Regions from separate parts of the Mus musculus genome. Here regions 2, 3, 4, 5 and 6 are each linked to region 1. The links are chromatin contacts, called in public HiChIP or PLAC-seq and promoter capture Hi-C maps. All regions are on one chromosome and are shown on one strand. The core of a region is the stretch at or near the end of the contact, and the rest is flanking DNA. Distances in the headings are between cores, read along the strand shown. Region 1 holds the start of Septin8 (septin 8). Region 2 holds the start of Nhp2 (NHP2 ribonucleoprotein). Region 3 holds the start of Cdkn2aipnl (CDKN2A interacting protein N-terminal like). Region 4 holds the start of Gpx3 (glutathione peroxidase 3). Region 5 holds the start of Vdac1 (voltage-dependent anion channel 1). Region 6 holds the start of 9530068E07Rik (RIKEN cDNA 9530068E07 gene).

Region 1 (4,623 bases), core at 1,109-3,608:
ACTGTAAAAAAAAAAAAAAAAAAAAAAAAACACCTCTGTAAGGAATCAGCAAGGCTTAGCACATGATAAGAGAGGAAATTATCTTTCCAGGATGATAAGGAAGGGACGAAAGAGACCAGACTTCTAAATTCCAGCCAAACTCCACCCGACATCTCCACCCAAATTCAGTTCCATCTGAGTCCTCCCAGGAGGCTGACAGCCCAGAGCGCAGAGGGCGGGGAAGGCGTCCATCCCTCTGGCACAACCATCAAGGCCCCAAGATTCCAGCCGTAGCTGAACTTGAGTCCCCGCTCTGTGCTTTGGCTCAGTATGGGGATAATAATGAAGACTTCCCACAGAAGCGATCCATAAGCAAACAGAGGCAAGGTCTTCCCAAGCCCCAGCTGTACAATGTGGACGCTCAGCTGGCCCCCTGATGATACCTCTGGCGACGGTGCGACCAAGGCAAACACATTTTCTGCAGCCATCTCATACCCAGCTGGGTATTTACTGAGTCCTTATCATGTCCTGACACTATCCACACAACTCTATGAGGCAGATACGCTTTTCTCTTACTCTGTAGATGAGAACACGGAGGGTTAAACAGCTTGCAAGAGGTCCCATGACCAACAAGTGGTATCTCTAGGAATCCTCTCGGGCCACTGATGCTGGCTGCTTTACACATACTCTCATCCGGCAAGATCAACTGCTAGACAAACCTCTGACCTCAATACAGAACAGACACACCTTCTGGTCGGCTAAGCACAGAAAACACAGCGTCAGACAGGCACACACACACACACACACACACACACACACACACACACCCCTTTTGGTCTCCATCCACTAGGCAGGTTTATAAGGACTCAGCTGTTTTCCTGCAGTACATAAATTCCATTTTACGTACTGCATTTCACGCCGCGGGAGTGAAGTGGACCTTGGTTTGGCCCAGCCTCTGCATCTGTTACCCATGAAGTCAAACTTACTTAACAGACACACAGCCCCCTCCCCAAGGGGCACAGAACACACCAGTCTACACATTATGAAAGCTCCTGCTTTGTTATGCATATTCGCAAAGACCAACAAATGTATTTTCAGATTAAAGAAGAAATTTGCATATATAAATTCAGATGACAGTATTTATAGCAAAATTACATAAGTCCTGGCTCCCTTATTTAGCCCCAGAACCAATTCGTTATCGGTCACACATTCAGAATTCTCCCTCCCTCCAACAGCCCTGGGCCCTCCTCCACCTCCTCCCTCTCTTCCCCTCCTCCCCTTCCAGTCGACCAGGGCCTCACATGCTGGCAAGAGGACACAGCTTCCTTCACCGTCACAGCCTAGCCTCCCAGACACACCCAAATCCAGCCTTAGACACCAAGAGTGCAGACAACCCCCAAAAGGCCTCCCTCCGCATGCTATAGCCTGGCTCAAGTCCACAGACACCCCCCTTAGGACCACCAAGGGGCGTCAGCCTAGAGAGAGGCAGGTCCAGACTGGGGCCCAAACAAACACTCAATGGTTTGGATCTGGAATCACTTCAGCTCCTGGGAATGGCTGCCGCAGAGCCAGAGCCAACCACTGAGGCCCTGGACCTGTCTGGAGTCGCACCCAGGATCCAGGTTCCCGGGAGGGCAGTGGAGGAGATGAGCAGCGAGCCTGGGTTCTTCCAACCCAAAGTCTGCAACTCCCCTGAGCTCTTTCTGGAATGTGTGTGTGTGCTGGGGGGTAGAAAAATCCCTGGATCCCTGGGGCTCCATCCTCACTCTTTGCACCCAGATAACAGCACCTGCGCGGCAAAGGCAAGTACCCAGAGGTGCAGGAACACCCTGGGAGAGAAGAGTCGGGGGCGTCCGGGATCCTCCCCTCTGGACACGAGTCTTGTCTTCACACCTGCCCCGATCAGCCCAGATCTTGGCTTCTTCCCGCGAAAGAGCTCACATCGCGCGAAGCCCAACACTCTGAGACACCCTCCCGGGGTTAGCTCCCGGGTCCCGGGGTTCGAGGCCCCGCCGCGCGGTGCTGACAGCCCGCCTCGCGCCCCCTCCCGTGCCCCTGCGCGCCACAGGCCTCACCGAGACGCGTTCCAAGTCGGTGGCCGCCATGGCGAGCTGCGCACCGGGCGGGCGGGTTGCGGGGAACGCCGGGGCCGCGGCGGGGATGAGCCGGCTGCGGGACGCGCTCCGCCCGGGCGGCTGCGGCTGAATGGATCCAATATGGCCACTTCCTGGAAACTCCCCTTGGCGGCGGCGGCGGCGGGAGAAGCCGCGGAGCCGGCCCCGCCCCCGCCCGCGGGACCGGCCTCCCTACCCGGCTCGGCCCCAGCACAGCGCACTCCCCGCGGCTGGGACCGACGGGGGTCTCCGCGGCTTGGCAGGAGGTACTAGCTGCGGGTGCTGCTGGGACTTGTAGTCTGTGAGGTGGGGGGCCCGGACTGCCACGTCTGGGGGACCCGGGCCTCTCCGAGGCCTGCTGAGTGTCCCTTGGAAGCCAGATTAGTGCATAGCACAGAGGGGTGCTACGTGTGCCCTGGGAGTTCTGCCTCCAAGCTGACTGTCTCTACAGGAACCTGCAAACGCACTGGGACCACCGATCGGATGGTTCATGCGCTGCAGGTCCGAGAGAGATCCCTCAGCCTCTTCTGCCTGTGCCATAGGTCCCACCTGATGCTCTAAGCTGGAGCTAGGGCGGGAGCCCTGGGCTGGACCGGTGCATCCTGCCAGGCAGCCTTTGGCTCCTTGCGCAATGATGAACCGGAGAAAGATGCAGTTTGGGAAGCGGACTCGACATCTATGCGCAGCATACTGCTAGTGATCCTCACCCTGCTTGTCCCACGAGTTTGGAGTTATGGCATTATGCAGAGAGGAACTTGGTTCTCACAGTACGCACATCTTCGCCAACCATACCACTCAAAAAAAAACCTACACAAACGTCTCAAGAGGCTCCGTAAACTTTTTCAGTGACTACAAGATCTAGCTCGCCCCGTCTTCTTTTCCCTGCCTTTCCCTAAGGTCTCCCTGATAGTAAGGCAAACTTTGCCTCTGTCCCTCCACTACCCACGAATGTGCATCCCACCCCCAATATCTTCTTGAGAAACAACCCTGTCCTCCCCTCAGTGGAAACGTATGCCTGCTGGAGGTATCTGGAGACCACATCTGGACTTGGCACACCCCGTGCTGTGGAACACTTCCTGTCCCCTCCATAGAGTCAGTCTCTCTCTCTCTCTCTCTCTCTCTCTCTCTCTCTCTCTCTCTCTCTGAAGAGAGAAGAAGCTTTTCCCTTCTTTCTTTACAAACCATGTCTTGTCTCCAAGGTACCCAGCTGAAGTATCTTGGAGTTCTTAACAGTGTTTTTATTTTGTTGGATGCTCCACCGTGCTGTTGTTCCTTGTACGTTCTCTGACAAGAAATGTGGCCCCGTGCAGCTCAGTTTGGTAGAGTGCTTGCTCGCTAGCGTGCAGGAAGCCCTGAGTTCTGTCCCCAGCACTGCATAAGCCAGATGTGAGGGGCACATTTATAATCCTAGTATTTGGAAGTTAGAGGCAGGACAGTTCAGAGTTCTAGTCATCCTCCATTATAAAACAAAATGGAGGCCAGTCTGGTGACCCCCCCCCAAAGAAAGAAACAAGACACCCCCCAAACAAACAAGCAAACAAACACCTGGGGTCACAGCACAGTGGTTAGAGTGGGGAGGTGGATTAGTGATGAACTTTCCTGTTTGAATCACATCCCACACCCAGCTTCTTAACCTTACTATGAAAGCTACTCTTCTGATGGCGTGTATCCATGAGCCAGCAAGGTGGCTCAGCGGGTAAAGTTGCTTGCCACCCAATCTGATGGCCTGAGTTCAATCCCTGGGATCTACACAATGGAGAGAACTGGGTCCCTCAAGTCTCTGAAAATGAAGAAAAACAAGCAAGGGGCTTTAAATTGTGATTGGAACCCATTGTTTGCTAGTGTCTCCTCTAGCCCTAATGTCTGACCCCGGGAGTGCATGGGAGAGCATGCGGAGTGCATGGGGAGAGCATGCGGGGTTGAGGATTCCATCATCTGAAACAGTTGCTGCAAGGAAACATGCAAGTTTCTCCTCGCTGCCTTTTTCTTTCTCACTCCTCCTTGGCCTTAGACTACCTTCTAAATGGCCTTTCATTTCCACTCGAGTGTTATTTCAAAACATCCACTTAGTTTGGTGTGGTGGCACTCACCTTTAATCCCAACCAGACAGATCCTGTCTCAAATAAAAAAGAGGAAGGATGGAGAGACGGCTCAGCAGTCTTTTAGAAGACCCATAGTTTCCAACATCCAAATCGTGGGGCAGCTTACAACAGCATGTCACTCCAGATGCAGGGGTGTCTGATGCCTCTGGCCTCCTTGGGCACACACACACACACACACACACACACACACACACACACACACCAGGGAGACTGGTGACTTCCCTCTCTTGAGAAGTGTCCACTCTCCTAGGAAAACTTTCTCCTCATCTCCAAGCCTCTGATTTTCATATTATGTGAGTTACTCTGTCCACGCAGCTGTGGGTTTGCACTTCTGAAGGAGTAAGGATAGTCTGTGGGGGCTGCAAGGTGAGTAGACTGATCTTTTCACATGTAGGATTTTCTGCAGCAGTATTCCATGTGGTCCTTAT
Region 2 (4,623 bases), core at 1,217-3,716, 1.9 Mb after region 1:
GTGCTGGGACAGATGAGGTACAGGAGAAATACCACGAAATAGGAACTCGGCTCTCCTTAGAGTCAGTTATGTTCCAACCAGGAGATGACCCTTGAACAGAGACTTGAGTGCCATGATGATTCCAGAATGGCAGGTGTGGGGACAGAATAAGGCCAAGGGTGGTACTGAAGGGCTGGTTGCCTTCTGCAATAGATAACTAGTGTGTGTGTGTGTGGTGGGGGGGGGGTGTCAGAGAACAAAGCTGAGAGGACTGGCAGGGATCACACCTAAGTGTTTGAGTAACACACAGACTCTGTCCCAAGAGAAAGCTTGCCAGGGCCCTCAACCATGGCTGAGAGCTGTCAGTGTACCAGACCCAGAAGTCCTGAAGATCTGCCCGGTGTAAGGGTGGTAGACATCTGTTTGCATACTCCGTTCCCTTTGGCACAAGGCTGGTCCTTTCCACTTGTTCCTTTGCTGTCCTTCTTTGTGGTCCCTTTCTCCTTGCCTTCCTGACCTATCATGGTGCCAGGGGCCACCTGAAGCTACCAGCCCCCATCTGCCCTACCAAAACATCTGCCTGTAGAATAGCTAAGCAGAGCATGTCCAAGGCATTTTCCATGTCAACTCAGGACGCCTCAGAGGGTAAAGACACTCACTGCCAAGCCTGGCCACCTGAGTTCAATCCCAGGGGCCTGAATGGCAGAAGAGAATCAGCTCTCCAAGTTGTCCGCTGGTGTTCACATGGGTACCAGATGCACATGTGTCCATACACATGCAAGTAGGCACCCACACGTAATAAAAGGTATCTAAAAACCACACTTCAGATGTTTTCACACAAACCTGGCTTTCCTCCACTGTCTGTCTGCAGTCACACACTACAGCCCAAACTAGCATGCAAAGTCATTATATGTCACCGTCTCTCAAATCCCTCAGCTGTAGCTCCTGCCCATCACCTGCCTTGGGCCATAACAGCTTACTAAGTCTGACTTGCCTCTCCTAATTCTTCCCTCGATGTCACGCCTCAGCTTGCACTCTGTTCTGAGAACACTAAACCTACCTTAGAAAGCCCACGAGGGGGAAAAAGAAAACAACAACAACAACAACAACAAACAAAACCGGGCATGGTGGGGCACGCCTTTAATTCCAACACTCCGGAGGCAGAGGCAGGCGGATTTCTGAGTTTGAGGCCAGCCTGGTCTACAAAATGAGTTCCAGGACAGACAGGGCTACACAGAGAAATCCTGTCTCAAAAAAAAAAAAAAAAGAAAGCCCAGGAGGGCTGGAGAGCCGGCATACGGGGATGCATAGCCATTTCTGGGGGTGCATGGCCATTTCTAACTCCAGTCCAAGGAGACCTTACACCTTGCCTTCTGGTTGCCAAGGGCACCAGTGATGCACCAACATATACACGCAGGCAAAACAGTCATACACTTAAAAGGAGTAACCACTTACATTGTGTAAGTGCCACTACACTGCCCTGTCCAAGAGCCTACTCTTCTCAGGATTCCACCCCCTCACCCCAAATAAACCTTCATTCATTCATTCTCTTCCTTTGTTGTTTTGAGACAGGGTCTCTATACATAGTCATGGCTGAAAACTTAAGAGATCTGCCTCTGATGGGATTAAAGGCCTATCACTGGCTTATCATTTTCTCCTTTTGGGAGTTTTGTTTGTTTTGAGACCTGTCCATAGACCACGACGGCCTTGAACTAGCTATACTTCGGAAGCTAGCCCGCATTCTCCCCTGCCCTACTTGGGAAAATGTCTCTCTACATATAGCACGTTGCCTAGAGCCTGAAAAAGTTGTGCCGTTCTACAGAGTGAATGATCAGGACTCTAGTTTACACGGGCTGGATTCCTATTCTCTTCCCTGTCATTTACTGGGAGTTCCATTTACTGGTAGTGAAGGGAGTTGACTGCTAGACTGGTTGGTCAACTTCACCTTTATTGAGTAGGTGGAATTTCTTCTTAACCAGTTAATAAGCCAAACTTAGTGCCGTAGTACTTGTGTACCGTGCACAAGGCCCTAGGTTCAATCCCCGGCACTGGAATATAAAAATAAAAACCACACAAAACTTAAAAACCAGAGGAAGCCGGGTTCTTACCCTTTCTCGCCCTTGTTGACAAATTTCTGAACCTCCTTCACCCCGCGACGAATCTGCTTCTGCTTCACAGCTACAAAGAGAGAGAAGCGTGAGCCGACACCTCGCTCACGAGGCTCGACCCCGGGCCGCCCAAGTCACCGGTCCCGGACCGCGATCGCCACGCGCCCGCCTCACCCTTCTTGATGCACTTGTAGAGCTTGCGCGTCAGGCGGCGGGAAGCCAGGGGCTGCGCGATGGGGTTCAGATTGACCAGCAGCTCTTTGTACGTGCGCTCCTCGCTGCAGCCCTCCGCCTGCGCCTCGGACTCTTCGGGAGCGGCCTTTACTTTGGTCATCTTAGCAACTACAACTCCGTCCCGGCATAGAGGAACCACGCGGCCGCCGCCTCCGACATCACTTCCGGGTTTTCAAGTGGCTCTACCCTGTGACCAATTGGGAAACTAAATATTCTACACCGACCAATCTCTAAGTAGATCTCTAGGGGCGGGATTTTGGATATGGGGGCGGAGTTAAAGGTCAATCTAAGCACGGGATTTGGATTTTCACCGCGGGAATCCCAGGGAGGCCGAATTTAGAACCGGGTTTCCAGAGGGAAAGGGGCGGGGCCTGGGGCCGAGAGGTGGGGCCCAAAGGGAAAGAGGCGGAGCCCAAAGGGAAAGAGGCGGGGCCCGGAGAGATTGAAGAGCGGGTGGAAGGAAAATACACAACGGGATTGTGTCCCCTGAGCTCCTTGTGACCTGCCTTGTGACCTGCTGCTGCTGGTTAGGTAAAGCCTGGCGCACCTGAAAGTTTTTTCATATTTTCTTTTCCCCCTCCTAGATCCTGTTGCACAAACTATAAACCGCACACCTTTGATCCCAGCAGTGGGGAGGCAGGGGCAGGTGGATCAGGTCAGCCTGGTCTACATAGTGACTTCCGCTGGGCAGTAAGGTCAGCCTGGTCTACATAGTGACTTCCGCTGGGCAGTAGTGGTGCATACCTTTACTCTCAGCATTTGGGAGGCAGAGGCAGGAGGAACTCTGAATTCAAGGCTAGCCTGTTCTACAGATCGAGTTTCAGGACAGCCAGGATTACACAGAAACAGTCTCCAAAAAAAAAAAAAAAAAAAACCGCAAAGAAAAAAGAAAAAAAAGAGGCCGGGCAGTGGTGGCGCATGCCTTTAATCCCAGCACTTGGGAGGCAAAGGCAGGTGGATTTATGAGTTCAAAGCCAGCCTGGTCTACAGAGTGAGTTCCAGGACAGCCAGGGCTATACAGAGAAACCCTGTCTTGAATAAAAACCAAAAAACAAAAACCAACCCCCCCCAAACAAACAAAAAAACACAAACAAACAAACAAAAAAACCCACTCCAGTTCCAGGGGATCTGAAATGTCTAATCTGCAAGGGCCTCAGGAGTGCATGTGCTGCACAGATGTGCTTTCAGGCAACACACTCACACACAGGAAATAAATCAATCAAAAGTTCTTAAATGTTAAAAGCAAATCTGAAAAACCAGAAAGGTAGGAAGGAAGGTGACATGTGCTGGATGAAGAGTCCAGCTAGCTAATGAGAACCCTGGAGCAACAGGAAACGGGGACCTCAGCTCTGTGACGTAGAGGGACTGAAGCTGGTAAGGGTGAATATGAAGGAGGATCCTGAGTGCCAGATGCCAAAAATCAGGCCCACATTTAGATCTGTGTTTTGTGAAGGACACAGAACTTACCTATCCCTGATTGACAACTATGAGACCTGTGAGATAGTTGAGTATGATTTCCAGCCACTAAAAGCCATCACTTGGACAGCAGCAAGAGGACCAGGATATGTCAGATTGGGATACATTCTCTGAATTGCCAAGAAAGACAGAACCAGGGAAGGCTGTTGGAGGAAGGAGCACTGGGTAGCCTAGTAAAGATTGAAATCATCTCTCTTTTTTAGGTTGTAGGGAGGCCTGGATGTGTCTCAGTAAGCGATTACTAAATGGTGGGGAAATCAAGTATTTAAACAGCAAATGCTTAATATTTGCCAGCTGATTTGAATCTGAGGGAGACCTAGTTTAGAGAGACAGAGAGGGTGACTTCTGAGACTCACCTGTCTTCTGATGTTAGGTCTGCACATACCCATACATTATGACAGGGGTTAGGAGGATACCTATATATTATGACAGGGGAGAAAGGTGGCTCCTCCACTGCCCAAGCTTTGATGGTCCCAGCCTTCCATCTTCCCCAGAACTTTCGAGGTGGTGGTGGAGGAGGAGGAGGTCTGGCAGCTTCTGTCCTAATCTACTACCTTTGTTATATCGCCACCTTCTGGAAAGCCCTGAAGTTACCGCTAGCTGTGGCTGGCATCTCCCTGTTTGCAGGGTGGACTCAATCAACGGTGGGTTTTGTTTTCTGTGTGGCATTAGTTACCTGAGGCCCACCTTAATCCAAAAGTACTAAATAGAAATTCCATAGATATATGGTTAAGAAGGTTTAAATATGACAGAAGCCATTTAGAAAAGGCAAGCAAGGGCTGGCGAGATGGCTCAGTGGTTAAGAGCTCCGACTGCTCTTCCGAAG
Region 3 (4,623 bases), core at 1,589-4,088, 1.6 Mb after region 1:
AAAGAGTGTTGTAGACAAATCAAAGAGATTGAGCCCACTTGTTACTCCACAGACAGTGCATAATTTATCACACTGACCTGTTATCTAGTTAAGAAAAGGTTTACACCAACTGTGAAGAAATAAGGAAAGGCCTTAAGACTGTGCTGCAGGAAAGGAGAATACGCACACCAACACAATGCAGTGTAAGCTGGGCCCTTGGTATCTACACTTGCAAATGCCTCTCACCTTTCTCATTAGTTCGCTTCTGGTTGTAAACTGTGGCAGGTCTTCCACTTCAATCCCATCAGCCATTTCCATCACCTTGTCCAGAAGGTCTTTATTATAACTGCACAATAAAAAGCAGTAAGGTAAAAACCTGGGAAGACTCACCTGTCACTACGGGTTAGTAAGAAAGTGTAGTTATTAGACTGTAAATGCTACCCCTAGAATACAGAACCGCTTGGTCACTGGTAAGGTCACACTATGCCATCTGAGGTTTGCCTCAGCCTTCGCTGTAGCTGGAATACAGATGCGTATATATCAAGCTTTGTAAAGACTGATTTGATACTGCAGGGGAGACCATAGGTGCTTAGCATACAAGTTAACAAATAGTTCTTCCTGCCTGTGAGGACAAACTAGGCTTGAGAACAATGCCAATACAGCAGATGTTCCAAGAATTACAAAAACAGAGGCAAGAGACATGGCTCAGCAGCTAAGACAGCACCTGAGACTCTTATAAAGGACCTGGGTTCAGTTTCTACATGGCTGTTAATTTCAGGTCTCAGATATCTGACGCCCTCTTCTGGCCTTGGAGGATACTAGGTACATATTTGTACATAGTCATACACATAAAATAAAAATCTTTTTAAAAATTACAAAAACAGGAGTTTGGAGAGATAATTTAGCAGTTGAGAGCACTTGCTCTCAGAGGACCCAGTTTCAATTCCCAGCATCCACGTCAGGTGGCTCACAACCACCTGCACTTCCATCCCAGGGAATCCAAAGCTGTCTTCTGGCCTCCAACGGCATGAGGCACTCTTACAGTGCAGGCATGTAGACAAAATGCCCATAGGTATAAAATTTAAAATAGGTATAAACAAGCAAACAAAAAGTTAAATTAAAATTACAGAAACAGGAGCACCATATACCTGGTGGTACATATTCATGGATGAGATTTGAGGGCCTAAAAATTGGATTATTTTTAAAACACACAGAACGTTGGTCTCATGAAAATAACACCATTTATCCCTTTTGTTCAGTTCTCCGTCACGTGTCTGAGTTTGGATTCTGTAATCTCAGATTTTAAAGGGCACCGCAGGAAGGAGGATGGGCCTGTGTGTGTGATGGGTGTGTCTAGCTCAGCGTCCCCACATCCGGTTCTGACAAATCATCCCAACATCTGAAACCAAGCCGCTTCAGCACTGGTGATGAGGCTCGTGACTGAGTGCTTATTTTGGATGTGTAAGGGCCTGGGTTTCATCCCTAACACAAAACCCAAAAAGTAAACCAAGCAGTTTGGCCTGGAGGGGGTCCTGTGACCACTACAAAATCAGGTATGAGTGAGGGTCTCCTGTTCTAACACAACCTCACGAAACTCTAGAAGCCTGGAAGAGCCTGGCCATGCATGCCTCTCAGGACGTGGTTGCCTAGGTGGATCAAGTTCTAGGATTGCCTGGGCTACACAGTAAACTGGAGGCCAGTCTCAGTTATAAGGGAAGACTGCCTCAAAAATTAAAAATCACGGGCTGGAGAGATGGCTCAGCGGGTAAGAGCACCCGACTGTTCTTCCGAAGGTCCGGAGTTCAAATCCCAGCAACCACATGGTGGCTCACAACCATCCGTAACAAGATCTGACTCCCTCTTCTGGAGTGTCTGAAGACAGCTACAGTGTACTTACATATAATAAATAAATAAATCTTTAAAAAAAAATTAAAAATCACAAGGGAGTATAAAAACCTGGTGTCATTTCCAGGTGGAATATCTCAAGGCCAGGCTCTTGCCTTCCAGGTGTGATCACAAAGACTGGGGAGGGCGGGGAGTTAGGACAGCAACAAGATAGCATGGGTTACTTTCCTAAGAGGGAAGCCAAGAAGAGAAAGGGGAGAAAAGATTACATCCTGCCTTAGCGTGAAACCCACCAATGGTGAGATACATCACATCCTCTTGCTAGGTGTCTTCATCTAGAGGAAGAGTCTGCACTTTTGTCACGTGGGCGACAGGAGCTAATAGACTTCAAACACACTCTGGAAAGGAAGTCCTCTGGGCTAATAAACAGTAATAACAATGACCATTGCAATTCGGCCGCCTTGGAGCACACCTGCACTGCACGCCCTATCATTCAGCTGCTGTAGTCATCCCAACCACTCATTCACAAGAGAAAAGCGAGGCTCAGAGGAGAGATTTTTTTCCCGAGGGAATGCTAAGAGGGGATCAGTAGGAGGCTGGCGCCAGGTTCAGCGTGGAGCAGTGTATATGCCCAAGCTGAGGATCGACTGATGGGGACAAGGTCAGCCAGCTGTCGGGGGTCCGCACCTGCAACCCAGGAAGAGGTGGTTGGCCCAGACCATGGATAAGGACAGCAGCTGGTCCAGGCGGCCGCCGCCGTCGGGTGGGTCTCGGTAGTCAGGCAGGTGGCGCAGGATGAACTCCATGCGCGCTTTCCATTGCTTCTCGCTCTCCGAGTAGGAACGAAACTGCTCGGCGAAGTCGGCGGCCTGCCGCACGCCGGAAACTAGCTTCTCCACCGCGGCGCTGGCCTCGCCACCCACCATGGCTCCCGCTGCCGCAGCCGCTGCCGCCGCTAAGGATCGCACCAGCCCGCCGCTTTCCCGACACGCCCCGCGCCGCCGCCGCACGGCTAGAGCGACCACGGCTGAGGGCGAGTGCTCTGGAGGACTTATCTGGAGCGCCCTCGCGGGGCACGGAGGTCTAGTGCAACCCAGCGTGTGTGGCAACTGCTGGGGAGCTTGAGGCCCGCCAGCATAGAGCTGGCAGCTAGGTGCCCATTGGGACTCTGCAGTGCCCTTTTTGCCCTGGGTCGTTCACCGGGCATCTGTCTATCCTCAGCCACACCTGAGGTTTGCCCTAAGTTCTGTGGCTGTCCCTTGGGAGTGAGGTCCTCTCTTTTATGGATCCACTGTTATCTCAACATCTTCACTGAGGTTGTGTTCTCCTATCTTGCTGTATTCATCATCCAATCAGTACATACAAGGCATTTTGTTTCGTGCCCAGGATGCCCCACTCTAAAGGACTTTGTGAGGGACCCTCATGGTGGAAGGAGAGAACCAACTCCTGAAAACTGTCCTCTGACTTCTACATGCAAGTTGTGGTACTTTGATGTACACACACACACACACACCAAGCAAGTAAATAAATGTAAAAATATAAAATGTAAGCTTGAGTCAGAAGAAAGCCTAGAACTCAGGACCTCCAGATCTAGTGAAGGTCTTAAGTGGTGAGTGGGCTTCAAGGAAGTTCATTATATACTGTTTACTATTGCAGATCCTTCCCTCCCGCTCCCCCAGGGTCATACACGGCCAAGCTGGCCTACAACTGCTTGCTTGCTCCCTTCTGTGGCTTCTGTGGCAGTGTTAGGATCCCAGCAGGCAGAAATACAATCCAGTCCGCAAATGCCAGAGCAGTGAGGACCAGCACCAAGCTGGGTGCTCTCACCTCAGGAAGACACAGTGCTGACACTACGGCTTGGAACATCTGAACCAAACATGAGAATCCAAAGACAGAAACAGCTTTCCCCCAGCAGTCAGCAAGTTAACTGGATAACAGCGACCAGAGCTGAGTCCCAGGATACAGATGCCATACCCTGACTGATACTGCAGTGGCAGGTTCCCAAGTGAAACCTCAGATACCCAGAGTCAAGGTCCCTGGTAATTCTGATTCTAGCTTCAGCTGATCAGACTCTGAGGACATTTGATGTGCCAGGCACAGTGACAGACACCTTTTGTCCCAGCTACTCCATATGTCAAGGCAGGAGAATTATTTGAGCCTGGAAATTTGCTGCCATCCTTATCACCAGAGAAAGATGCTTGACTCTTAAAAACACTGCGGAGGCTTCAGTGAGCTACATCCTTGGTTCCTTGGTTGTGTACTGCAGTGGTTGGTCTAGAAATGAGAGCATGGGGGCTAGAGAGATGGCTCGGGAGTTAAGATAACTGGCTGCTCTTCCAGAGGATATGGGTTCAGTTCCCAGCACCCTCATTGTGGCTTACAGCCACCCACAACTACAGTTGCTTTGTTTGTTTTGTTGTTGTTGTTTTGTTGTTTTTTAATAACATAGGCCATAAGCCTATGCCTGAGCCTCTCCAGAGCTGGTATTTTAAGTGTGTTCCACCATGCTATTGGATTTTGATATAAATTTTAGCATCTCTTTGTTGACTTCTAGAGAAGCAGACTGTTGATATTTCATACGGGATCATGTTGACTACATAGATTCATTGGAGAATTAACATATCACTAGCGAATCTTCTAGTTTACAAACATGGCAACGACACATCTTTCCATCTAGTCTGGCTTTTTGTGCATGTGCTTTTGTTTTGTTGTTTTATTTACTTAGTTTTTGAGATGGTGTCCCTTTCTGTGGTCCAGAGAGTTCTTGAAGTCTCAACCTTCCTGCCTTAGCTTCCTAAA
Region 4 (4,623 bases), core at 1,241-3,740, 1.4 Mb before region 1:
TGACCCTGTCAGCTGTGCTCAGTGTTTGACTCTGCTGGTGATGAGCTCCTGAATCTGCCAGTCTCTGCCCCACCACCTCACCATTGTTGGCACGTGTGTGGCCATACCTGGCTTTTTCATGGATGCTGGGGATTTGAACTCAGATCCTCTTGCTTCCATAACAATGATTTTACTCATCGAATTGTCATCCCAACACTCAAAATGACTTTGAGAAACTACTGACAGATGAAAACAGGCTTGGGCCAGCAGGACATGGAGATTACCTGCAGCAAGGGCCAAAGGCCTGGAAGGGTCATAGTACAGAGAGGCCTTAATTGTGTGCTAGCTGCCCTAAGAAATGAATAATGGCAACTGCCATGCTTTCTATGGGAGGAGAATAGGGCTCATGCTGGGGGCCCAGGCTAGCATAGGTCGGAGGGTGGTCTTGATAAATGAGCCATAGATTATACTCACCAATTGAGTCCCCAACCCCACCCCCACCCCCAGCTTCCTTCCTCTGGGTTCATAGAATCCCATAGCCCTATTCCTCCACCAGGGAGGCCAGAGAAGAGTACTGAAAGGGAACGAGGAACAAAAGGGGTGGGGCTGGGGGGGAATACACTGAGCTAAGCTTCCTGGATGCCTAGGGCTACTACTGGTCCATGTCTTCCCTATTCCATCTTCCTACACCCATTGGTGAGATGTTGGGAGCATGACAGGTCTGAGAGGTTGGAGATGGCAGCTGGACCCAGCTGGGCCTCTGGCAGTGTGTGACCATCCCTCCCCCTTCTCAGGATTCCAGCCTGTCAACTGTAAGATGGAGTGGGATTCAGGTCCACTTAAGGCCTTTCAGCCTTGACGTCAGCCTGTGCTCCCATGATGCTCTCTGCCTTGTGCAGTCAGTCACCTAGAAACCAGTGGTTACTAGGATGCCACGTCAGCAGCTGGTAGTCCACAGCTATGCAAAGCCTTCTGCAGCTGTAACCTGGACCAGACAGAGGCTTTCCCTGTCCTTGCCCCTCCCTTTGAGTGTAGAGGACATCTTTCAGTGGCTTTATCACACTGGGTCTGCACACGTCCCCTCCCTGTTCCCTTGTTCTGAAGTTGGATCCAGGCAAGCAGTTGAATCCCAGAAGCCAGAGCTGTAATGTGTTAACTCCAAGGACCTGGGAGCTCAGATGGGCATGCCTGGGCTGTGAGGAGCCAGAAGCTTCAGCTAGTTATGAGATAAGATAACACCACACCCTAAGACTTTTCTAGACTGCTCTCTCTCTTCCCTCTGAACTCACCCATCTCTCCTTCATTCTATGGACAGCACAAGGCCAGTGTGCTTTCCTGCAGCCTCCTCAGGACAGGATTCAACCCCCAACCCAAGCAGTTCCCACACTAAAGGCACAGGGCTAGTGCCCCCGTCCACCCCCACCCCATCTCCACACCACACCCCCTAATCAATCTCTCTCTCTCTCTCTCTCTCTCTCTCTCTCTCTCGGACATACAAGATCTTAGAAGGAAGACCCTGAGGATTTTAGAAACTCAAAGCTAGAGCCTACCCAGTTTTGTGCCCACGCATGCAAGTGTGCAGGGGTGCATGGTGTGCATGGTGTGTGTGAAGTTGGGGACCACAGTCTCTTTCTTTGGGTTCATGCTTTCTGCATTCTCACCCTAGGGAAGAGGAGAGGCCTACAGAGCCCACCCAGCACAGGCCTGACCAAGAAGATAAGCATGCCGGGGCATCTGCCCTCAGGCTCGCCATTTCTATTCCAGTTCAGGGTACCACAGCTAGACTAGGAGAGATGAAGCTCCAGAAGACTTCCTGGCCTGGGTTGGCTTCTCTAGCTACAGTGTCTGCTCCATGCATGGCAGGCCAGTGAACTGTGAATAGGGAAAGCAACTGCAGGGTTCCATAGCCTTCCAGCCATCCTCTCCAGCTACGCCCTGCTGATGGAGAAACTGAGGCCCAGAAAGGGATGCGCCCCCAAATAAAAATTCTTCCTGTCACAGATCTCTGCCTCCAGCGCCCTGGGATGAGTGAAGAAACCATCGGCCCACCCTCTTCCCCGGCAATTTTTTTTCAGGATTGTGGCCACCAGCGACCCCAAGATGACAGTGGAAGAAAATGTATAAACTCGGGAAAGACTGCCCTCCTGGGTTAGTACTGCCCTCTGAAGCACGCGGGTCTGTGTTGGAAGAGCGCAGAGACCGAGGGTTACAAGTGAGGCTCTCGGTGCCTCTGGGGAAGCAGTGGCTCTCCCAGTCGCGCAGTGGACACCTGGGTGCCATGGACTCTTCTTGAGCTCCGGAGGTTCACTCACCTTAGACTTCTCTTGTCCCCGGCCCGGCGGAACAAACCCGGCCAGGAGCAGGGACAGAAGGCAGGATGCCCGGAGGATCCGGGCCATGGCGGGCTGGGGCGCGTCTTGGGGTGGCCACCGTCCGTCTGAGGTGTCCGAAGCGCTCAGCCACATTTCAAGCCATCCACTGTGGCCAATCCGCAGCCAGGCGGGGGCTTCCTAGCCAATGGCAACGCGGTTAAGATTTAAAGGGCAAGACATACCCGCCCCTTTTTCCTCCTCTCCCCAGACCGGGGCGACGGTGACACAAGCCTAGGAGGAAGAGAAGGGGGCCCGGCTGCCTGGGAAGAACAGGAGATGGGCGCGGCCAAGGTTCTAGACAACACCCAGGACACAGCTTTTTTCCCCAAGCTCTGAAAACCTAGGGCCCCGAGGACTTAACATAGAACCCGTTAGTGCAAATAATAAGCACTGTGTGAGCCAGGTGTAGAGACTCACGCCTGTAATCGCAGAATCCAAAAAGCTGAAACAGGAGGATTGCGTAGGTTCAGTGCAATCTGCAGCCTTAGCTACAGACTGAGACCCTGCGCCAACTGGGAATGTAGCTTAGTGGTACAGCACTTGACCAGCTCGCATGAGGCCATAGGTTTATTCAATCCCCAGCATCAGCAAGCTAGAGGGATCTGTGAACGTGATTTTAAATTCAGCCTTCTCGGTTAGGTTGTGGGTGACAGCTCAGGAGAGTAGGAACCAGAAAATACACCACCACCACCTTTTTTTTAAATTAGCACATAAAAATTATGTGTCTATCTCTGTGGTCTTAAACTCATTATTTCCCTTCTCTGAGCCTCAGTTTCCTCTACTATAATGATGGGATTGGTTAATGAGCTCTAAGGTCTCCCAGGCTCTGACTATGTGATTTGCTTCTAAGCAGTAGGCCTAGTCCAGGAGTCTCTTGAGTGTACACAACAGGTGTTTAAATATTTGTTGAATCAATCATTAAATCATCAGATTTGTTTGTGCTTTCATATAAGGTCAGGCCAGGCATCTCTAGATTGAGAGCTTCCAGGCTTAATCCGGTCTGCAATAGAGGTTTGGTGCATCCTGCCTTGCTACCACAGTGGGCTGGAGAGCTGTTAGGACAGTCTTGGGCTGCACATCAGAACCACTGTGTTGAGCCTCTGCCTTCAGACTCATTGCAGAAGGGATTCGAAGGCCCCTGACCCCAGTCTTGGTTGTGTGAGTCCTAGATTAGGTGGCCTTCTGAAAAGTTCCTGACTCAGAGATGCCTCGAAGTACCATGCTTTTACTATGATTCAGGGAGTTAATGTGACCCGTGGAATTTGAAATTTTCTGCACTCATAAGGCCTGGCTCTATGGTGGGGCTGGTGAGATGGCTCAGCAGGTAAAAGCCCTCACAAGGCTGTGTAATAAAAGGGCTTGCAACTGATGACTTGAGTTTAATCTCCAGAACCAAGGGTGCAAGGAAGGAACGAACTGGTTTCTGAGAGTTGACTTCTAACCTCCAGCACAACAATAATAAATAAATGGATAAACTCATTGTGTTGAAGTAGAAAGAACCTGGAGACCAGGAAGCCCTTATACCATGGAGGCATGTGACTAGCTGACACAGTAGGTTTTTAATTGATATCACTATTCTAAAACCTTAAGTTCCTGAGGCCTAGCAACCTTGCAGTCCTTTATGAAAATTCCTGCAGTAAATTTGTGGCAGATAACCTACCAGAAGACAGTCTCTGGTCCATGTTGTTCTGTTGCCCTTTTTTTCTGTATCCTCTGGGAGTGACCCACTCACAATACTCAGGCTTTGGGTTTTGAATGACTGTGTCCATGAGCAGTGCTTGGTTGCATTGGTTTTGGTTTGGTTTGGTTTGGTTTTGTCAATTTGACACAAACTGGAGTCATCTGGGAAGAAGGAGCCACAGTTGAGGATTGCCTCTATCAGACTGGCCTGTGGGAGCATTTTCTTGATTGATAATTGATGTGGAAGAATCCAGGCCACTATGGGTGGTCTTCATGTGTATAAGAAAGCAAACTGCTGCTTGGATGTAGTGGCACAGCCTTTAATCCCAGCGCTTGGGAGACAGAGGAAAAAGTAAGTACATCTCTGTGAGTTCAAGGCCAGCCTGGTCTACAAAACAAGTTCAGGGACAGCCACAGCTACACAGAAAAACCCTGTTTCAAAACAAACAAGGGAGGGGGGGAGGAAAAAGGAAAGAAAGAAAGCTTTTGCATTCTACACAGAGGAGGCATGAGTCCCAAGGATTCTGCGGTGGCTAAGGAGGCTGAGATTGTGGGTGGCAAGTTCAAGACCAATCTGAGGAGCAAGCTCCAG
Region 5 (4,623 bases), core at 839-3,338, 1.2 Mb after region 1:
TAATGAGATCTGACGCCCTCTTCTGGAGTGTCTGAAGACAGCTACAGTGTACTTACATAAAATAATAAATAAATCTTAAAAAAAAAAAAAAAAAAAAAAAGAGTGCTTACTGCTGACAGCCAGGGCTATACAGAGAAGCCCTGTCTCAAAAAAACAAAACAAAACAAAAACAAAACAAACAAAAAAGTGCTTACTGCTTTTGCAGAAGACCCAGGTTCGATTCCCAGACCCACATGAGGCATCTCACACCTGCATGTATGTACATAAACTCACATAGGCACAAGCATGCACACATTAAATAGACATTTTTTAAAAATGAATTTACCCCACAGACCTTTCTTAACCACCTAATGTGTGCCAAGTGGTCCCACCCAAGTCCCTGAAGACAAGCCTGAGTTTGGCCCTTCAGTTTTGTCAGTCCCGAGAAAAGCAGGCAGGCCCTCCGCAGTTATGCCTGGCTTGCTAGTAAACAAGCCGGAGTTAAGCCCCTCACCCATATCTCTGGTCAAGGAAAGAGAAGTTTTGGACAGCACACACCTGAGCTAAGCCCACACTCTTCCTGCATTCTGGGTCTGCAGTCAGATTTAGTGCTCCAGCCTGACAGCTGTCAATCTGCAAACTGACAGTGTCTCGTGAATTATTCTCCAATGACTCAATACCTGGTGCTGCACAAATGCTTGCTTCTGACATTAGTAATAATGGCATTAAAATAATACGCCTGTATATTCATGGAGTCCCTTCCTGTACACCATGTGGAATAAAAAATAAAATAAAATAAAAGTCTGTGGAGGATGAGTTCAACCCTCCCCAAAAGCTCCTAGGTCTCCTAGGCAAATGTCAAGGTTTCTAAGGTGTCCTTGTGCATGCCCCAAGGCTTCGTGTTAATCGGATCATTTTATTCTTTCCCCCAAACTCAGTGAAGTGTATATAATTGCTCCTATTTCGCAGATGAGAAGATTGAAGTTTTAAATCTTCCTACCAGTGTGACCTTGGACAAACCGTGTAGAGTTGCGGGCCTCCAATCTGATGTCAGGCCCTGAAAACAGTTTCCAGAATGCACAGTTGCATTTGGCGACACAGAACACGGACTCCGTCCCCGAGGCCAAGGAGGCCAAGCGTATGGCTCCCTATGGGGTCTCGCTCTCAGTCCAGGCCCAGGTCCCTGTTCCTGCGGCCTAAGTCCACTCAGGGCAGCCCGTTCCGCCCGGGAAGACACTGGCATGCGCGGGAGGGACCCGGCGCCACCTACTCCGGGCGTGGGCCGGCTAGGGCGTGTAGGGGCTGGGGGATCCAGGGCATGGCCGTGCCTGGAGTTCGTCCTCTCGGCGGAGGAAGCTGGGTCTGCACAGGCCCTTGGAGCTGGTGGGGAAGGGCTTGGGCCGTGGGAGGGTCTCTACCAGATCCACACCGACGGGATCTAGAGCCAGAGGGCGCCGCCGGGAAGGTCACCTAGACCCGCGGCCCGCCGGGCCTCCACGCGGCCGCCCTTGCCCTTCCGCTCCTCGCATGTTCGAACCGCCCCTGGCTTCCAAATGCAGGTGCTCTGAACGCTCGAGCTAGAATCTGGGAGATCCGCTCTGCGCCCGCCCTCCAGGCCTCCTCTACAAGCCCGCTGCCCCTCCAGGCCCGCAATGATCGTCCCTGGTTCACCCTTCCCGGGGCCAAGCGCTTAGGCCCAGCGCCCTCGCCCGAACCTCCCTCGATCGCCTCCCTGGAGACTTCCCAGGAGCGCGACCCGAGGCCCTGGGGACTCAGGCATAGCCCAGGCCCTCTCCGCTGCGCCTACCTCGGAGGCGGTGACGGCGGGAGCAGCGGCAGCTACGGCGGGGGTTGCGGCGAGGAGGCTGGGAGCGCAGCGAACGGGCCGAGGGCGGAGCGGCGCAGATCGCGGCGGCGCGGACACGCCCCAGCTCTGCGCGCCGGACCCCGAAGCTCCGCCCTCGGCTCCACCCCGGACAGCGCCCAGACCAGTCTCGGGGTCTTCTTCCCACTCGCGAGCCGCGCTCTCGCCCTCTGCGGCTCTGTGATCATGTGTGGCCGCGCGTAAAGGCCTGCGTGCACTCTGGCACGGGGCGATAGGGAGGCGTGGGTCTGACGTGCGTGAGGTGTGTGCGTGCGCGGGGACACGCGGGTCACTGTTGCAGCCTCCAGGCTGCTGGAAGCATTTGGGAAGAGGGGGAGGGGAGCTTCCGGCACACAGAGCGGTGGCCTAGGGACCTCAGCGGATAGTGTCGCCGGAGTCGCCGAGGCTGCAAGTCACTCGGAGGCCCAGTGGGGACACTGGGCTCTGGAAGTGGCGCTGTATAGGTCAGAGCGGCTACTGTCCCCTCTGCTCCAACCTTGATTTCCGGAGCCTGCGACACGCCCGCGTGCGTCAGCGAGTCAGTTGCAAATTAAACTCTCCCGAGAGCCGGCTCCGCACTGTAAAGTTGCGTGCAATCTTCCCTAGTGTCAAAGCCTCTTTCCGCCATTTCCCAAGCATTTAAGAAATTAAAAAAGACAAAGTGGGTTTGTGAGACTGCGGAGTCTCGCTACGTGAGGTCACGCGGGTTCTGGATGTCTGCTTTCCTGCAGTGTAGAGAGGGCGGACACTTTTTCCCAGCCTGGTCTCAGCACGTGGCCTCCTGCCCTGTTGAGCGTGCCACACCAAGACTAACCAAATCAGGTTTGGAGAGTTTGTGAAATCACATGTGAGTGAAGACTTCACACCCTTTGCCTTCTACTAACAGACGTCCGAGGAGAATTCAGGCATTTGGGGTCCAGTAGAGGAGACGCCAGGTGGTTGCTCACAACCTGCTGTAGCTGAACAAGACAGCTGGGCATCCGCAGCCACTCTAGATTGAAAATGCTGTTCCGTGGGCTAAAGGAAGGGAACCAAGAGAGAGAGAGGCCGAGGAGAGGGAATGTAAGGGGGCCTAAGCCCATATCTAGTTAAGACTATGAGGGAAAGCCCTTCGAAATAGAATGTGGGCAAACAGATAGCTCCGTGGTACAGGGCTTGCTTTGCATTAGAAAGAACCTGTTCCCAAGTCTGCAGCTCTATCTACCCGGCAACAAACACCCAGCCCATTCCCGGAGTTAAAGCCAGGCAGGGAAAGCTGCTGAGTCACAGGGGCGTACAGGGAGGCAGAGTCGGAAGGACAAGACCTGGGGACACAAGATTTGTCTCCAAGAATCTTAACACTTGACCCAGAGCCCTGATGCCCAGGGCTGTGTGTCGTGGGTGGGCAGAAAGTCTGGCTTCTCGGAACTTCGCCCTGAGAGTCTTTCTTGGTTTTTTTTTTTGTTTTGTTTTATTTTTTGGGTTTTTTTTTTGTTTTTGTTTTTTGTTTGTTTGTTTGTTTGTTTTTTCCCGAGACAGGGTTTCTCTGTATAGCCTTGGCTGTCCTGGAACTAACACTGTAGACCAGGCCGGCCTCGAACTCAGAAATCCGCCTGCCTCTGCCTCCCAAGTGCTGGGATTAAAGGCGGTGTGCGCCACCTCCGTTCAGCGCCCTGGGAGTCTTGGTTTTAATTTAAAATGAATGGAGATGCAGAGGACTGGTAAGGCACTTACCTAAAACTCAGCGAGTGGCTTGTGTCACTTTTGCTGGGGAGACAGACAGCTATTTGCGGTAGAGAAGGCACAGATGACAGATTAAAGAATTCCACCCAAAGTCTACGTCGGCAAACCAGGGAAAGTGTTTAATTTATTTACAAGGTAACTCAAGGTAACTAAAAAGATCACCCCAAAGGCCCCCAACTAACAAACCTGCATGCATCCCTGGACCAATGCATGACTTATCAGCAGCTCAAGAGTTCCCTCTCCAGCAACTGTTGACTAGAGGGACCTCGTGAGTCCGATAGCTGGACTTCCCAAGCCATGTATGTTTTGGGTTTTGTTTGTTTGTTTGTTTGTTTGTTTTTAACTTTCTAGTGCTGAGGACTGAACCTGACTTTTATGAATCTCTTTCCTTCCAGAAGGGAAGGTTTTAAATCCAAAGAATTAGCCACACAAGAAAGGCAAAGAAAATCAGCCAGAATAGGGAGGAGACCTGGGAGCCCCTGGGATTGAAATCCAAGTGCACCAGAAATGTTATTCATTGATCTTTCTTCCCAGTCACAGCCTGCAGGGAGGGGAAAAGCAAGTCACCTTTTTTTTTTTTTTTTTAAACTGGACTCTGCCCAGCCTCCCCTCTACGGAGTCTGCCAAAGCTGATTGGCCTGAGACAGAAAACCTGATCCAAGCCTGGCCAGTCGGGTTCTTACTTGCAGATTCAAATTAAGAAATCCAGAAGCTTTAGGGAAACAGCAGGATGTCCTGAGTCTGCCAACTCCTCCGGCAGGCTTGCATCTCTGTTGGCCCAGAAAAGCAAGCAGAACACTGTGCAGTTGCAAGACGCTTTGAGCTCATTTCCTCATGGATCCCCCTCCTGAGTTTGGGGTCCCCAGAGCTACTTCAGTTCCATGTGAGTCCAGAGATGTCTTGTTGACTTGTGGGGATGGGCCAGTCCTGACCATAGTCCTGTTGGGGGTAAGTGACCCTATGTCACTTTTGTCCTGACCATAGGTCTGTTGGGATAAGTGACCCTATTTCACTTTTGTCTCATGCACAGGCTTCGTTGGAGTTGGAGCTGACAAGTG
Region 6 (4,623 bases), core at 1,036-3,535, 1.1 Mb after region 1:
CCTATCTGAGGGACAGAGAGGTAGCTCAGCAAATAAGGAAGTTTGTACTTTGAAACTCAACATGGTGGAAAGCAAGAACTGACTCCCAACCAAAAGCTGTCCACTGTCCAATGTCCTATACCTATACACACACTAAATAAATGTAAAGAAAGATGTATTTTTTTTTACAAAGTCAACAACCTTTGGCCACTTCCTAATCTCCTAATGACCCATACTGTCTACTTAAAAAGTCACAACATTGAGTGAATGAGCAGTAAATGCACTCAACCCAACCTCATCCCATCGCGATGCGCACTGCACCCCAGAGAGCATCTCAGCACCTACTGTACTTCCTCAAGGGCTCGGCCCTGAGACCCAGCTGGGCAGAATCCCTCTTCATTGATGAATGCCCACACCCAGCACCAAGGAAGTCAAAAAAAAAAAATTAGAAGGAACACACAAGTCCAGCACAGGGAAATAAGCTAGGACTTTACATGAAACAACAGACGCGATGCTGACCCAGCTGGATGGAAAGAGAACTCAGAACAGCTGATGTCAGACTGCTTGTGCTTAATGGACTTCATGGCCAAGCTTCATCCACAAAGGTATCTATCAATGAGACTGCTCAGACCCCTTGCCTAACTGGTACTACCTCTAGTTTAAAGGTAACATTCAGCCGGGCAGTGGTGGCGCACGCCTTTAATCTCAGCACTTGGGAGGCGGAGGCAGGTGGATTTCTGAGTTCCAGGCCAGCCTTGTCTACAGAGTGAGTTCCAAGACAGGCAGGGCTACACAGAGAAACCGTGTCTCAAATAAATAAATAAAGGTAACATTTAGAGAGAAAGAGAGAGAATGTGTGTGTGTGTGTGTGTGTGTGTGTGTGTGAGACACAAACTTAGGTGCAGTACCCAAAGAAGCCACAGGTGTCAGATTACTCCTAAAGATGCAGTTACAGACTGTTGCTCTAGATGATTAAAGATCAAAATTATGTCTGCATCCACCAGGGAAATCCTCATTACATTCTACCCAAGATATAAGAGCCTTGGAAAACCTAGTCTTTCCTCCCACAGACTCCAAAACCCTCCAGTTAGGGCAGTCAGCTGCCTGCTTTCAGTGCTGCTGAGGAAGGAAACTATGTATGCAACCCAGCACTGTAATAAAGGGACGGGTGATTGGCTGGAGAGTCTCCCTGGGCAAAGAAGGAAGTCAGCCCCAGTTCACATTAAGTTTTCATCTGAAAAAAAAAATCAATAAAGACTTGGGGAGAAAATGATTGCACGCTGGACAGAAAGAAAAATATGACTACTCAACAATGCTCAGTTTCTCCTGCTAAATCTCTGCCTCGGTTTACAGATTTCACTTTCAAGAACGGCTTTAATATCCTGATTTATGCTATAGCATCTGCAAGAAAAGAAAGTTTTTCTCAAATGAGGCGAGAGGGCGTTCGGTAAAACCTCAGCTCAAGGAAGGGCATCTGCCGCAGACACGCTCTCTCCCTTTGTTTCTAAACTCTACTCCTCCTCCAAGGCCCTCAGCCGGTCAGCGTCCCCGGACTCTGCCTCTACACCAAAAGCCCCAGAACTTCTCAGACCTCAGAGATGGAATCCACAAACAGCTCCTCCCCTCTTCCACTCTGGAACAGTCAATCAATTCAGTCCCAACACTGGGTCGCTGTCCCTATCTTTATCTCTGACCTCACCATTTCGAAGGGGAAAACAAAACAAAAACTTGCCTAGCCTTGCTTGTCCCTCTAACCTCAAGCATCTCTCTTAACATCACTCTCCCCAACTCCGACTATCTCTTCGGCCTGTTTCCTATCCAGTCTGCGAGATCTCTGTACTCCCCATTTTGGGGACCTCCCCCCTCCACACCGAGCGCCCTTCCTCCAGGGAGTGTATTCTCAGAGACTCCGTCCACGACACGGGGACTTCCCGTCCCCGCCCACCTACTCGGGTCTCTGAATCTCACAACCCCACTTCTCAGGCCTGGGGAGACCGCACTGGGAGCGCTTCCCAACTCGGGCCCAGCCCTGGGCGCGGGAACTCGGCCGGTGGGAACCACCGTGAGTCGGCGGCGCTCCGTCCCCGTCGGGCCCGACCCGGTCCCTCGCCGTCTCCCTGCGTTCATTACCAGAGCACAGGACGGGCACGAGCAGCAACGCCAGCACCAGAGATCGCGCCAGAGCCCCGAGGCCCCGGGCGCCCGGCCCGGGAGACAGCTTCTCTCGTGCAGCCCCGCACATTCTGCCCAGGGCGGAGGCGGCCATAACGGACTCGGCCCCCGAGCCTGCGCTGTTGCTAGGTTCTGCGAGGTGACGTCAGATACGCGTCCGAAGCGCACTCCCGAAGCAGCTACGTCCCGGCGTGATGACGTTGCATCTCTGAACCCGAAAGGTTAGCGTGGGAGTGTAGAAAAGGGTGCTTAAAAAAAAAAAAAAAAAAAAAGGCGAATGGGACGGATTTATTTTCAACTGGTGGTTTTTTGTTTTGCTCTGTGGTTTATCGTTGTCATCTTTGAGATGTATTTCAGGGGTCATCGCTTAAGAGCACTGGCTGATTCCCCCAGAGCTCCTGGGTTCGATTCCAAGCACCCCTGTATGTGAGGACTCACACCCATCTGTCCCAGGGTATACGGTGCCCTCTTTAGGCATCCTCAAACACTAGACGTATAACTGATGCAGAAACTCATAAGTAAAACAACTACACACAAGTTTAATACACTTAAGAAAGATTATATATATATATATGGAGCTGGAGAGAATGTTCAGCTGTTGAGAGCATTTGCTACTCTTGCAAAGGACTGGGTTTGGTTCCCAGCACTCAGATTAAACAGCTCACAGCCACCTCTAACTCCAGTTCCAGGGGATCTGACTATAAGACCTCTTTTGATCTCCACAGGCATTAGGCATATGGGGTACACAAACATATATGCAAGCAATCATTTCTGAATTAAAACTAGCCAGGTGTGATAGTGCATATCTTTAGTTTCAGCACTCAGGACGCAGAAGCAGGTAAATCTAAGTGAATTCGAGTCCAGCCTGGTCTACAAAGCGATTATAGAACAGCCAGGGCTACACAGAGAAACCCTGTCTCAAAAAATAATAATGATAAAATAAGCATTAAAGAAACAATAAAGAAAGAGTAAAATTGTGTGTAAGTTCAAATGCCCTCCAGTGCCAGAAGAGGGCGTCTACTCCCCTGGAGCTGGAGGTTGCTGTGATTATGAGCCACCCCATGTGGCTCCTGGGAACCACACCCTGGTCCTCTACAAGCACAATTGCTCTAAACTGTTGAATAATTTCTCCAGCACCCTTTTGGTTTTGGTTTTGAAACAAGATCTCAAGTGGCCCAGGCTGGCCTCAAAATTCCTTTTTTTTTTAATTTTATTTTTTAATTAGGTATTTTCTTCATTTACATTTCAAATGCTATCCCAAAAGTCCCCCATATCCCCCCCCACTCCCCTACCCACCCACTCCCACTTCTTGGCCCTGGCGTTCCCCTGTACTGAGGCATATAAAGTTTGCAAGACCAAGGGGCCTCTCTTCCCAATGATGGCCGAGCCGACTAGGCCATCTTATGCTACATATGCAGCTAGAGACACAAGCTCCGGGGGTACTGGTTAGTTCATATTGTTGTTCTACCTATAGGGTTGCAGACCCCTTTAGCTCCTTGGGTACTTTCTCTAGCTCTTCCTTTGGGGGCCCTGTGTTCCATCCAATAGCTGACTGTGAGCATCCACTTCTGTGTTTGCCAGGCACCGGCATTCAAAATCCCTTTCTACCCAGTGGATAACCTTGAACTCCTTCACCTTCACCTCCCACTTGCTGGGTTATATTTTTGTATACTGAGAGGTTTGTTTTACAAAATGTAAAAAGTGATAGACGTATGTCTTTGGAACATTTGAACCTATTCTCAATGCCAGTGTCTCCTTCTGACTTTCTAGCCAATTTCCTTGCTTTTCTTTTATAACACTATCATCCGGTTAAATATTATCCTCTCTTACAGCGCCCCACACACAAAAGCAAGCCTGCCAAGGCCAACTTGACCTTACTTTGTTTATTGATGCACCCTTAACTACGGAGAAGTGTTAAATATTTGATGAAACACTAAAATATAAACCTTGGGAGGCAGAGGCAGGTGGATATCTGAGTTCAAGGGCAGCCTGGTCTACAAAGTGAGTGCCAGGACAGCCAGGGGTACACAGAGAAATGCTTTCTCCCCCTTTCCCTGCCCACACACACAGGAAAAAAGAAAGAAAGAAAGAAAGAAAGAAAGAAAGAAAGAAAGAAAGAAAGAAAAAGAAAGAAGAGAAGTGTGAATTTAGAAAGTTTGCCTAGAGCCTTGGTACAGTTTCCATCTGTGAGTATGTTGTGTGAATGTTTCTTATAGATTTCAATTCATATATGTTCATTTCACTAATTTTCAGTAAAATGAGCAGTTGGCATTTATTGTGCCCCCAACAGCTTCACTGCTGTCTCTGCAATTCCCTCCCCAGAAACAGCTTGTGTTTTCCCAAAGCCAATTTCTCTGACCCCAAGACATCTTAAAAGCACACAGATTCTGTTAAACAAACCAAGAAGCCATTCATCTACCTCATTTCACAGTCTGCCATAAAGCCCATGTACATGGAATGGTGCCCAAACCT

The links. Promoter capture Hi-C pulls out the DNA fragments that hold promoters and counts their contacts. HiChIP or PLAC-seq counts read pairs in DNA pulled down with a chosen protein or histone mark.
Region 2: a contact with region 1 is called in an HNF4G HiChIP or PLAC-seq map of pancreatic cancer cells. The contact joins the promoter of Nhp2 here to the promoter of Septin8 in region 1.
Region 3: a contact with region 1 is called in a FOXA1 HiChIP or PLAC-seq map of pancreatic cancer cells. The contact joins the promoter of Cdkn2aipnl here to the promoter of Septin8 in region 1.
Region 4: a contact with region 1 is called in a promoter capture Hi-C map of liver, with 4 times the contacts expected there. The contact joins the promoter of Gpx3 here to the promoter of Septin8 in region 1. A contact is called at or near these places in 2 of 39 promoter capture datasets (both in liver).
Region 5: a contact with region 1 is called in a promoter capture Hi-C map of embryonic stem cells, with 2.6 times the contacts expected there. The contact joins the promoter of Vdac1 here to the promoter of Septin8 in region 1. A contact is called at or near these places in 2 of 39 promoter capture datasets (embryonic stem cells and hippocampal neurons) and 3 of 115 datasets of contacts at active chromatin or transcription factors (astrocytes, forebrain and large pre-B cells).
Region 6: a contact with region 1 is called in an H3K27ac HiChIP or PLAC-seq map of epiblast stem cells, with 6 times the contacts expected there. The contact joins the promoter of 9530068E07Rik here to the promoter of Septin8 in region 1. A contact is called at or near these places in 2 of 39 promoter capture datasets (cranial neural crest and hippocampal neurons) and 1 of 115 datasets of contacts at active chromatin or transcription factors (epiblast stem cells).

Annotation. Positions count from the first base shown.
Region 1 is chr11:53,517,471-53,522,093 of GRCm38.p6, reverse strand. It overlaps Septin8 (septin 8), which reads right to left and starts at 2,358. Exons shown (of 10, transcript NM_001347496.1): 1 at 2,055-2,358. The coding sequence starts at 2,084.
Region 2 is chr11:51,617,616-51,622,238 of GRCm38.p6, reverse strand. Nhp2 (NHP2 ribonucleoprotein) reads right to left here and starts at 2,466. Exons shown (of 4, transcript NM_026631.4): 1 at 2,262-2,466; 2 at 2,088-2,157. The coding sequence starts at 2,421.
Region 3 is chr11:51,965,846-51,970,468 of GRCm38.p6, reverse strand. It overlaps Cdkn2aipnl (CDKN2A interacting protein N-terminal like), which reads right to left and starts at 2,838. Exons shown (of 3, transcript NM_029976.3): 1 at 2,512-2,838; 2 at 226-325. The coding sequence starts at 2,750.
Region 4 is chr11:54,900,721-54,905,343 of GRCm38.p6, reverse strand. Gpx3 (glutathione peroxidase 3) reads right to left here and starts at 2,490. Exons shown (of 5, transcript NM_008161.4): 1 at 2,292-2,490. The coding sequence starts at 2,378.
Region 5 is chr11:52,358,316-52,362,938 of GRCm38.p6, reverse strand. It overlaps Vdac1 (voltage-dependent anion channel 1), which reads right to left and starts at 2,088. Exons shown (of 9, transcript NM_011694.6): 1 at 1,787-2,088. It overlaps Gm51894 (a long non-coding RNA gene), which reads left to right and starts at 4,357. Exons shown (of 2, transcript XR_003949674.1): 1 at 4,357-4,448; 2 at 4,596-4,623.
Region 6 is chr11:52,394,090-52,398,712 of GRCm38.p6, reverse strand. 9530068E07Rik (RIKEN cDNA 9530068E07 gene) reads right to left here and starts at 2,285. Exons shown (of 3, transcript NM_153117.2): 1 at 2,110-2,285. The coding sequence starts at 2,245.